3 separate regions of the Mus musculus genome follow, and regions 1 and 2 are each linked to region 3. Evidence: chromatin contacts called from public Hi-C and HiChIP or PLAC-seq data. All regions are on one chromosome and are shown on one strand. The core of a region is the stretch at or near the end of the contact, and the rest is flanking DNA. Distances in the headings are between cores, read along the strand shown.

Region 1 (3,203 bases), core at 396-2,895, 240 kb before region 3:
CGCACATGTCTAGAAGCCACTACACCAGCCTGCCGCCGGATAAGGCCACTTCTGAGCCCACCCGGACGCTTGGTTGCAAGAGTATAGGGAAACGGCAACCATGCTTTTACTCATTCCAGAGCGTGACATGCTCTGCTCCGCGCTCCGTTACTTCCCTGTGGCAGAGAGTCTACCCCTCTCACAGTAAAGAGATAAAGCCTGGGGCACTAAGGAGGGCTGTTTATGGCGACCCAAACAGCAATGGTTAGAATTTTTACGGCAAGCTCCGTGCATACAGCTTTACTCCAATCCCTGTGTGGCTGGCTTTCTTATTATCTCTGTTTTAAGGAAGACACTGAGGCTTGAAGAAGTTAAACAGCCTGCCTACTGGCTCCCTAAAGTTAGCCTTTCAGTGAAGATCAAGTGAAGATAGCGAGCAATCCCTTTCATCAGCCTCCTCTTGGCTATCTGACCATGATCACGCCTCATCTTGCCCAGCTAATTCTTCTAAGTAGAGAAGGGCAGAGCGGGCAGGCCTGCACCGAGGTCAGCTTGGCTTTTATCATATCTGTCTACACTCCCGTCCCATTTTGCTACACGCTGACGGACTCGGGCTGTCCTCCTCCAAGCCTAAGCAGGAATTAAAATGAGTTCATTGAAACCACCGTGTAAAGACATCTTTCCCTGAAGGCAGAGCACCTGACTGGGCCTGAGACAAATGAAACCGAGAGATGCAGAAACAACCAGGAAGGGAAGAGATGTGGGAAGTGGATGAGGGGAAGGACTTCTAGGGAGGTCTTCCAGAGAGCCAGATGCGCACAAACTCATCAGAGTGAGGGCATGGGGTGCTGGAGCTGAGCGTATTCTAACCTCAGTGTGGCAACAGCAAGGGGAAACCTCACAGTTTGACCAAGTGAAGCTGAAATGTCCATATGGGGAATCCCTGTTTGCAGGGGGGTAGAAAACCTATCCCACAGCCTGTACACTCTCAAACTGGATTCTCATTCGATACTCTCCTCACCTATCCACACAGTTCAAGCAATCCATACAGCCAAGCACTTGAGCTTAAACGGACTTGTGGCTCAGGTCCAATGCCGGCATGAAGGGGAACTGCAGTTTCCTTTGTGTTTACCACCTGTCCCTATCACATCTAGTCCCAACAAAGGCATACACGTTGCCTAATCAAGGACAAGGAGAGGACAGGGGATAAGATTTCTGGGAAATAATGTGGACCGGTACCTCACCCTACACATTGCATCTCGTACGCGCACCACACACGCACCACTGCCGTCCCCCCACATCTCATCAGAGCGTGCCCACACAATGTTTCCAGCATTAATCTTCCGTCAAGCAGCATGATGTAGCCAATCAAGCAAGGAGGGTAAAATGTACCAATAAGCAGTTTTGCTTAGCATCCTTACATTAGCTATTTGAAAGAAAAGATATTAAGAACCAGCCAGGAAATACAGTTCATCTGGATCACAAAAGTCAAAAGGTTAGCACTCAGCCCCCACCCCTTTCTCCCCTCCCCCCTCCCCCACTCCGCCCATCCTCCCTGTCACCAACGGCTCTGCCCCCCTTCCCCCACACACACTCTCACACACTCCCCAGCCTGGGCACCAGCCCCATCAGCTTGGCTCCCTGCCCCCAGGCGCCTTGCTCCTTGGCTCTCCTAGGCAGCCAGTCTGCTCAGCACATCAGCATTCCTCTCAGCCCCTCCACCCAGGGGGAAACATTTCCAGCTGCCTCCGAACTTAAGCATCACCCTCGGCACCATAAGCCTGAGCCTGTGCATAATTGACAAGGAATATGTTGATAAGGAATGGGAGCGCTCCAAGTTTCTGAAGGATAAGTAGGTAATTAAAAGAAAAACCTAATTTAAGAAAATTCTAAGGACTTTTTTTTTTCTTCAAATCTCTCTGGCAACATCCTTTATGGATTATTCTGTTACCAGATGATTTCTGATTTGAATCTGTTTGTTTTTCAAAGCCCGGGGCTGGACGGCCAGTGTTCTAGGGCATCCCACAGGTCTCATGCCTTCTACCTGAGCACAAGAGCCCAGTGCAAGGAATGAAGCCCTTGCCTCTTGTTTCTCCCTCGGGGCTCAGAAGTAGCTGAGTTTTCCAGTCTGAGCATCAGATGACGTCCTGCTGAGATTCAACACAGTACTCAGAGGCAATTCTGGCCAGTGGCTATACATCTGTGTAGTATCCACCCTGATGTGGACATAGCTTTAGCTGATTCTATGGGTTTCTGGGAGCACAACCCTTTGTCAAGATGCAAGTGTGCAGAGGTGAAATCAGTTTCTGTGGATGCTTCAAGCTCCAGGCTGCAGCTCTTGGTACCTAGCTCATTTAAGAGCCACAGTGGGGCTGGCGATATAGCTCAAGTTGGTAGATTGCTTGTCTAGCGTGCACAAGGCCCTGGATTCGATCCCCAGCGCTGTATAAACAGAATGTGGCAGTCCTCATCTGTAATCCTAGCATTTGGAGGTGGAGGTAGGAGGATCAGAAATTCAAGGTCATTGTTGTCTGCATAGCAAGTTCAAGGCCAGCCTAAGCCACACACAAGGGATCTCAACTCAAAACAAATGGGGAGTAAAGCAAAGCCCACAGTGGACTGGTCAGCTGCCAATGTTTGCTTGCAGGCAGACAAACCAACTTTGGTTCTACAAAGTGCATAACAGGAAGACTGTCATTTCTCTAAAGCAGAACCTGGTCTGGTGTGCTCCGTCCCACGCTGCCCTATTCTGGGTAAAACATGGAAAGTAGTCCTATTAAATGCTCGCTTTAGGACATACAGAAAAGTAATTCTGAATCCTAGTTATAAAAGGGCTGTAAGAACCTAGGCACTTCATATTCATGGTCATCTTTAATGGATGTTTCTTGTCTTTATCCGTTTTGTCTGATCTAATTTAACTAGTCTTCTGCAACCTTAGTGAATCACTTGTCTAACCTGAGCTACAGACCCGGTGATTTCACTCTCCCGGAACCCCAAGTCCCACTCTACCTACAAACTGAATGTGAGCAAACACAAGCTCTCCCTTGAAGAGTTAGGGGTCCATTGAAGGGCACTGGCATTTTTTAAATAATAGGATGAAGAGATGTAAAACAATGCCTCCAGCACAGTGGCTCTCCACCTTCTCGCAGGGGTCGCACGTCAGACACTTGCACTACAATCCATAGAAGTAGCAACACTACAGTTATGAAGTAGCAATGAAGATA
Region 2 (3,492 bases), core at 491-2,990, 150 kb before region 3:
TGTTTGGAAAATAATTGAGTGTTTATTTGGATGAACCTAGAATCCTTGGAACCTAGAAGGTTGGAGCAGGAAAAACGCAAAAATTCAAAAAGCATTCCAACATCCTGGGGAGGCTCTGGGTATTGTGCTGTGGAGTTTAGACTTGCTTCTCTAGGAAAATGCACTTTTATGTGGCATAGGAACTTAATCCTGTAGGTTCAGGAAAGCCAGTGACAGGAAGCAGGAGGTACTGCTATGTTGCATGCAGCAATGCAACAGCAAGAACTAAAGGGCTGGACCACAAAACTTGCAATCACTGTGATTATGGCATCTGTTGGTAAAGAATCCCAAGAGATGTCTTTTATTGACTGTGTCATTGTCGGTGTCCGTACCTGAAATGCTGGGCTATGGCAAGACTAGAGTCACCCTTGCCTTATTTCAAGCAGTTGTCCATAACATAGGGTTACCTATAACATTCATATAAGCAACTGGCATGTCTCCCAGGGACCTATATTTAGTTCTTTCTTCCTACTTTTTTCTTTCTAATGACTTTGTATGCTGACCCCTTTCCTCTGCTCTAGGCTGGTCAATAACCAGGATGAGATTTAGAGACAGCAATGACGTAGCATCACATGGGAAAACAAAGAAATCCACCATCCCAATGAGAAAACGAGAGATAGTGAATTACTATAAACAGCAGTATATGATCTCCAAATTCAGAGCTCACTGGTAAATGGCAGATTAGAGGGGGAGGGAAGATTAAGCAGGGAGACATTTGCTTATACCCAACACTGTGTCTTAGGGCCTGAGAATGGGGGCATTGCCCACACAGCCAGCTTGCGGGTCTGTTTGCTAGATGCTGGAATGAACAAAGTCTGTAGAGAGGACAGTACAGAGGGAGAACCTCCCTCTGCCTTCCCATTAGCAGCTCTGCTTGTGTGAGGTTGTCTCCCCTGAAAGCTGAACGAAAAAAGAACCAGTGGCTCCCATGTCTACCCAAGAAGCTAAGGCCTTGACTTCTGTGGTGAAGTCAAATGTGGCCAAGGACTCTCTCTGAGTCTGAGAAGCCACATTCATCAATTTCTTCCTATCATGTGTCAGTATGAAGACAGAGAGGCAGATATACGTTTCCTTGACCCCTAAAACATGTTCCCCTCTAAACAAGAGGTCAGACATAGCTAAGTAGAAGACAGGAAATGTCAAATAAACATCTTATCCAGAAAAACTTAGATTTTTAGAGAGGCATCAACCACTCTTGCAGTACAAGTGCATCCAAACATTGCATGGGACGCTCTTACAATAAATAAGCTGTTGTTCCAAAATTAAATAAAACTAGAGATTGCATGCTTTCTGTCAGCCCTTACTCTATGGAGCATAGACTCACATCTCCACATCTGAGTCAAGGTCTCAGAATCCTAGACATGGAGGAGAACTCTAAAATCAGTCAGTCCATCATCTTAAATGAATCCATGATGAAACTGAGGAGACCCAAAGAATTGCCAGAACTCACCCCAAGTCACACTATTAATTAACAGGAGACAGGGAATACAGCACATCCCGAGGCTCCTATCGCAGTGTTTCCCCCAACCCACCCTCAGCTGTCACCCTAAGCCCTTTTTGTCCCTTGGCTCACTAGCTCCCAAATTACTCAAAATCCCCCAAGGGCAAAGGAATCATTTCTTTTAATATCTCTTTCCAATGCTTTATGAGCCCTGGCAGAACAGTCGGTATAGAGGAGCTGGCCATGTGGCTAAATTACCTGGACACCAGCCACCACTCTCTCCTCACACCTTCTGCCTGAGAGTCTGTTGTGGCATTCTGTTTGTTTGTCTGTTTGTTTGCTTGTTTGGGTTGTTGTTGCCGCTTTGGCTCCTGGGAGGTTGGTACCAGCCGTTAGCCAGGTGTAAAAATTATTGTCAACACCCCAAAGGCTATGAACTGTAATTTTTCTAGATAACATAGCTTTTGGGAAGAATCGTGAGGTAATGAGTTCAAGAAAAACACACCTGAGGCCTGGGGCTGTGTGAAAGACAATTCTGTTTTAATCAGCTTCCCTTTGTCCGGAGCTTCCTGCCAAGAGCCAGTGAGGCTCGGAAGAGTCCCCTTCTCTCCTTTCCCCTGCTTCCCTCTTGTGGACAAGCGGGCAAGCCATCATGACAGTGGTTAGGAGGAGGGAATAAGACCTCTGTGGCCACACAGACTGATACCTCTGATGTCTTCATTGCTTGGGGGATATGTTTAATCAGTTCTTGACAAATGGGGGAAACAGCAGCTTCAGAGACTTCTATCCATCTCACATCCCACACGATTTTATCCCCCAAAATAAAACCCACCCCCCAGCCCCTTGTCTAATCTCCACATTCCTGATTTCCTTTTATTATAACCCACTAAAGATGTTGATTTCTTAGAATCAATGCCTTACACTTCTGGGAACCAGGTTGCACTAGTCTACTTAGAAGAGACCACAGGTACTAAAGCAGGATGCTGGGATGTCTGTTGATGAGAGTGGTATTTATTTAGTACCTACTATCTCTTCCTCTACTCACAAGCTACACAGTTCCTCTCTTGTATCTATGACCTTCAGGGCAGTCAGTGAAACAGATACTGGGATTTCTGCCCACTTCACCAATGAGGAAGGGAGGCCTGAGAACTTTAAATAACCCCCATAATCTCCCGTGGGAACAGTGGGATTGGGATGCAGGCTCAAGAAGATCTGGCTGTGGACTGGAGAAAGACTTTCTACACCGATGAAATGGTCTGCTGCGTGTCCAATATGGCAGATATCAGTGACAAGAAGCTACTGAGCATTTGAATTGTAACTATTGTAAATAAGGATCTAAAGTTTTACTTGTTTTCTACTTTTAATTTAAAAAGTCACTAACGACAAGAAGCAACTCTGCTAAACCAAATGATGTATAATGTAGTACCTGTATTATTCTAGTTGACTGGGCTCCATATCTGCTGAGCCACACATGTGCATTCACGCATAACCCCCCAAGTATATCAAGGATGTATTTAGCTCTATCATCCACTTGGACCTCATTGCACACACTGGAAAGCTGATAGTTGATGTCTGTCCTGTTTGATTCCGTAAGGCAGGAGGAGATGAATTGATAATATAGGAGACATGGGCTCTTTGCTCTGTAAGTAACAGATCACATCATTTTTTGCAACTTCCTTCTCTTGCCCTGTTCAAGGACAGAACCATACTCTAGGATCTCAAAGACCCCTTCCAGCTTTACACTCTGGGGTTGGAAATGTCCCTCAGAGCTCCCCTCCACCATCAAAGGGGCACATGGGCAGACAAGAGCTGCAGGTGAGGAGACTGGCACCAGCACTGATTGCCTGGGAAACAGACAGCAAGCGTGCTTGATTGTACACATCCAACACCTCATAATATATAGGGTTCTTTTTTTAGCGCCCTAATCAGAAATTCATTTGCATAATTAACATCTTTAGGAATAATTGCAAATGACACATCTGTTCACATCGCCCCCTCCTTGGCAAACTATG
Region 3 (3,085 bases), core at 224-2,723:
TGGCTTTTTTTTTTTTTTTTTTTTTTTAAAGCACAAAAGGGCAGAGAAAGCAAGCAGAGCAGGTCCTGCTTTGAGAGACTTCCATTTCCTTATCTGAATCCAGAATTATCTGCCTGTTTAGCCTAAAGAAGACAAACAGTTCTCCGCCCACAGCACAGGCAGAAGGCAGGCCTGCTCCTCAGCCCCTGCAAGTGCCTTCCACCGGGAGGAAGCGGGGAAAACCATGCCTCGTCCCGAGGAGCTCAGGATAGCACAGCCTTAAGGTTTATCCTCAATTAATCCTGTGACGTGCACTCCTGGGGCAGAATTGCAACCCTGTCACAATCTGATGCTTTGGGATAACTAAAGTGCTTGGATGACTCCACGTATGGTTTGGAGCACACAATTTGGGAATTTAGTCAATAGGTAAGTTTACTGTAAGTAACATGATAGAAAGGTTTTAAGGTTTGATGAGACCAAGTTTCTGAGAAGGAATTGGACATTAAGGCACATTAGTCTTTAGGTCCCTAAAGAGATTAGAAAAGCATTTTTAAAGCAAAATATCCAACAGAGCGCCAGAGTGGACCTCGCTACAGCTTTTGGAAATGGGTAGTAGTTAAGTTTACTAAGAACTCAACATTGACCCTTCCACTGCCTAAGTCCTTTCTTAGCTAACTTTTAGCAGTCTGGACGTAATGCTGGTTATCTGGATCTTATGCTGGGTGGAGCTCTGGGCAGGTAATGTCGCGGCTACGTAGCTTCCGGATGGTCACGTGTTTACATTTCAGGTGTGGGAATAGATCCCTGTCCAGGCCACACCCTCTGCAACCACCCTCGTCTCAGGGTTGTCAGACAGCTTGCGTAGTCCCCGCCCCGGGCTTTGAAAAATCCAGCCTTCTCCCTGGACAGAGGTCAATCACGGCTTTGGTTCTGCACTGCTTCCCGCCCACTCCCTCCACGGATTTCTCCCCGCCCCTTGTTCTCTCTGCACCCCTGTCAAGCCAACCCCAAGAGCCCAAGTGTCACTGTCCCCCGAGGGTCTTTCTCACCTTTCTGATGGGGACCTCCTCCCCTAAACCTAGAAGAAAGGGTCGGGGCTCTCGGATGTACTTGCTCTTAGAAAGTTGGGGAATACCGTCTTGTGCGTGGCAACTACTACCTGCTGGGGCTGGGGCTGGGACCACAAGCAGCGAGTCCAACTTTGTTACCCGGAGTCTGGCGCGTCCGGCGTGTCCCGACCGGGCGCGCGAGCCGGGGGCGCGCAGGGCCCGCCGGGAGCGCGCGGCCTCCGGGATGGCGGCTGCGCAGTGGCGAGCGGGGCCGGGAACCGGAGGGAGGGCGTGCGGGCGGGCGGAGCGGAGCGGCGGGCGGAAGCCATGTTGGAACTGCACCCCGAGCGAGGGGCTGCGGGCGCGCTCCTCTCCTGGTGGGTGTGACCCGGCTCGGCGCGGCGGCGGGGGGCGGGGACGCCGGGCGGCTCGTCGTGGTCGGCGGCGGCCGCGGCGTGCAGCCGGGCGATTGTGACCGGCGGCGGAGCCGGGCCGGCCGCGGGCGCTCCCTCCGTGCGGCCCCCGTGAGCGCCCCCCCTCCCCGGGCCGGGAGGGAGGTGGGGGGCACCCGGGGCCCGCCATGAACCCGGGCTTCGATCTGTCCCGCCGGAACCCGCAGGAGGACTTCGAGCTGATCCAGCGCATCGGCAGCGGCACCTACGGCGACGTCTACAAGGTGAGGGCAGGGGCGGCCGAGCCGGGGCCTGCGCCGCGGGGGACGGAACAAAGAGGCAGGCGTGGGGACCTCAGCCCTCGGCGTCCTCGCCGGAGCTGTGCCCGGGACGCGCGGGTCTCTGACCCTCCCAGGCTCTCCTGCGTGCAGTCCCGGGAAGGGCTGCGGCCGGAGCCGCTGCGTTCCTGGGAGGGCGGAGCGGGGCTGGGCGCTTGTTGCCTGGGCAGGGTCTGTGTGACGAACCCCGGTGCTGGGGCTTGGCGCTTGACAAACCTACGTGCCTCTCCGGGACCTGGGATCATAGGCCCCGGTGGCTGGGAGCTACTGTCCGCCCGGGCCTGCTGGATCTGTCCTAACGCTGGGCAGCCTCCATCGACAGCTTAGCCTTTAGCCTCTTAACATCTGCCCGTGCTTTAGCCTTTAGCCTCTTAACATCTGCTTGTCAGTTCCTTGTAATTTTCCAAGTAGTCATGTTTTGTAAAAAGAGATGGGTTTTTGGAGGCAAGACAGCAACTTCGAGGTTTTTTTTTTTTCCTCCAAAAAGAATTGGATAATGGGGTTTGTTTTTGTCAGTGACACATAGGAATCAGATATTTTTCCTTTTCTTTTTCTTTCTTGTGTGTGTGTGAGAGTCGAGTATCTAGGAAGAGTATTGGTTTGACAAGGTTAGAATTCAGAGCTCCTTAGCAGGACAGCGTTTCTGTTGCAGAGGGATCGCTTCTAAATGTGGGAGGATAAATCGTTCTTCCCTGGCCAGTAAAACTCTTGGCCTCGCGGAGTCTGCCAAGAAGGGAGGCGGATAGTGCCAAAGGTGGCAGCAGTCTTGATTTAGTTGCCTATCTACTTACATGGTAACTGAAGTTGGGCTCCTGTTTTCCAGAACACCTGAGGATGCCCAGAGTATGACTTGGAAAGTTTAGTTTTCACTTTATTTTTGCCCACGCTAAAGCAATGGGCTTTTTATTCTTGCCTCAATGGAACGCATAAGGTAAGTTAGCCAATACCTCAGGTCTTTTGTGAGTGATCTGCTTGGCTTTTGTGAATGATCACATAGCACCACACTTTCCTCTGTTGACAAAGGTGTGTGGAGCATAACTCCAGTGTATAACTTAGCAGCCACGTGTTGATGAACTAAAGACAGGAATGGACCCAGATTTATTTGAAGTCTTTTTTTTTTTTTTTCCTGGACAAGAACAGCATTAAACAGCAGAGTTTCACTTCATTCCAGTCGTATTCTGTGTAGAGAGGACGTCAAGGGTCTGGCAAAGGTTGCTAGCACAGAACAAGAGGGCTGGGTTTGTCCCCCCTCCAGTCTGGCAGCTTCTAGCCAAGATCTGGAAGATGATAAGGCCTTGCTCAGGGCAATGGTGAGAGGGGACGAAGC

The links. A called contact is a pair of places that touch in the nucleus more often than the background predicts. HiChIP or PLAC-seq counts read pairs in DNA pulled down with a chosen protein or histone mark.
Region 1: a contact with region 3 is called in an H3K4me3 HiChIP or PLAC-seq map of forebrain, with 4 times the contacts expected there. The contact joins the enhancer-like site here to the promoter of Map4k3 in region 3. A contact is called at or near these places in 8 of 39 promoter capture datasets (the 3T3-L1 cell line, 3T3-L1-derived adipocytes, cranial neural crest and 4 more), 4 of 484 Hi-C or Micro-C datasets (the N1E-115 cell line, cochlea, frontal cortex and 1 more), 14 of 115 datasets of contacts at active chromatin or transcription factors (bone marrow-derived macrophages, craniofacial prominence, embryonic basal ganglia and 11 more) and 1 of 9 other capture datasets (embryonic stem cells).
Region 2: a contact with region 3 is called in a Hi-C map of cerebellum, with 1.7 times the contacts expected there. The contact joins the enhancer-like site here to the promoter of Map4k3 in region 3. A contact is called at or near these places in 5 of 39 promoter capture datasets (the 3T3-L1 cell line, 3T3-L1-derived adipocytes, cranial neural crest and 2 more), 7 of 484 Hi-C or Micro-C datasets (the AML12 cell line, cardiomyocytes, cerebellum and 4 more), 5 of 115 datasets of contacts at active chromatin or transcription factors (bone marrow-derived macrophages, embryonic limb bud, embryonic stem cells and 2 more) and 1 of 9 other capture datasets (adipose tissue).

The regions. Positions count from the first base shown.
Region 1 is chr17:80,968,278-80,971,480 of GRCm38.p6, reverse strand. The region is part of intron 1 of Tmem178 (transmembrane protein 178); the gene reads right to left. Among named protein-coding and RNA genes, the nearest start is that of Tmem178, 25 kb to the right of the region's middle. Within about 2 kb of position 1,645, at least 61 of the 459 cell types and tissues checked have an H3K27ac peak or open chromatin away from gene starts, as enhancers often do. A contact at or near this core is called in the N1E-115 cell line, craniofacial prominence, embryonic basal ganglia and 3 more, where this site is marked.
Region 2 is chr17:80,874,124-80,877,615 of GRCm38.p6, reverse strand. No RefSeq gene overlaps it. Among named protein-coding and RNA genes, the nearest start is that of C230072F16Rik, 21 kb to the left of the region's middle. Within about 2 kb of position 1,740, at least 7 of the 459 cell types and tissues checked have an H3K27ac peak or open chromatin away from gene starts, as enhancers often do. A contact at or near this core is called in cerebellum and rod photoreceptor, where this site is marked.
Region 3 is chr17:80,726,413-80,729,497 of GRCm38.p6, reverse strand. Map4k3 (mitogen-activated protein kinase kinase kinase kinase 3) reads left to right here and starts at 1,473. Exons shown (of 34, transcript NM_001290345.1): 1 at 1,473-1,704. The coding sequence starts at 1,609. It also overlaps the pseudogene Gm9959.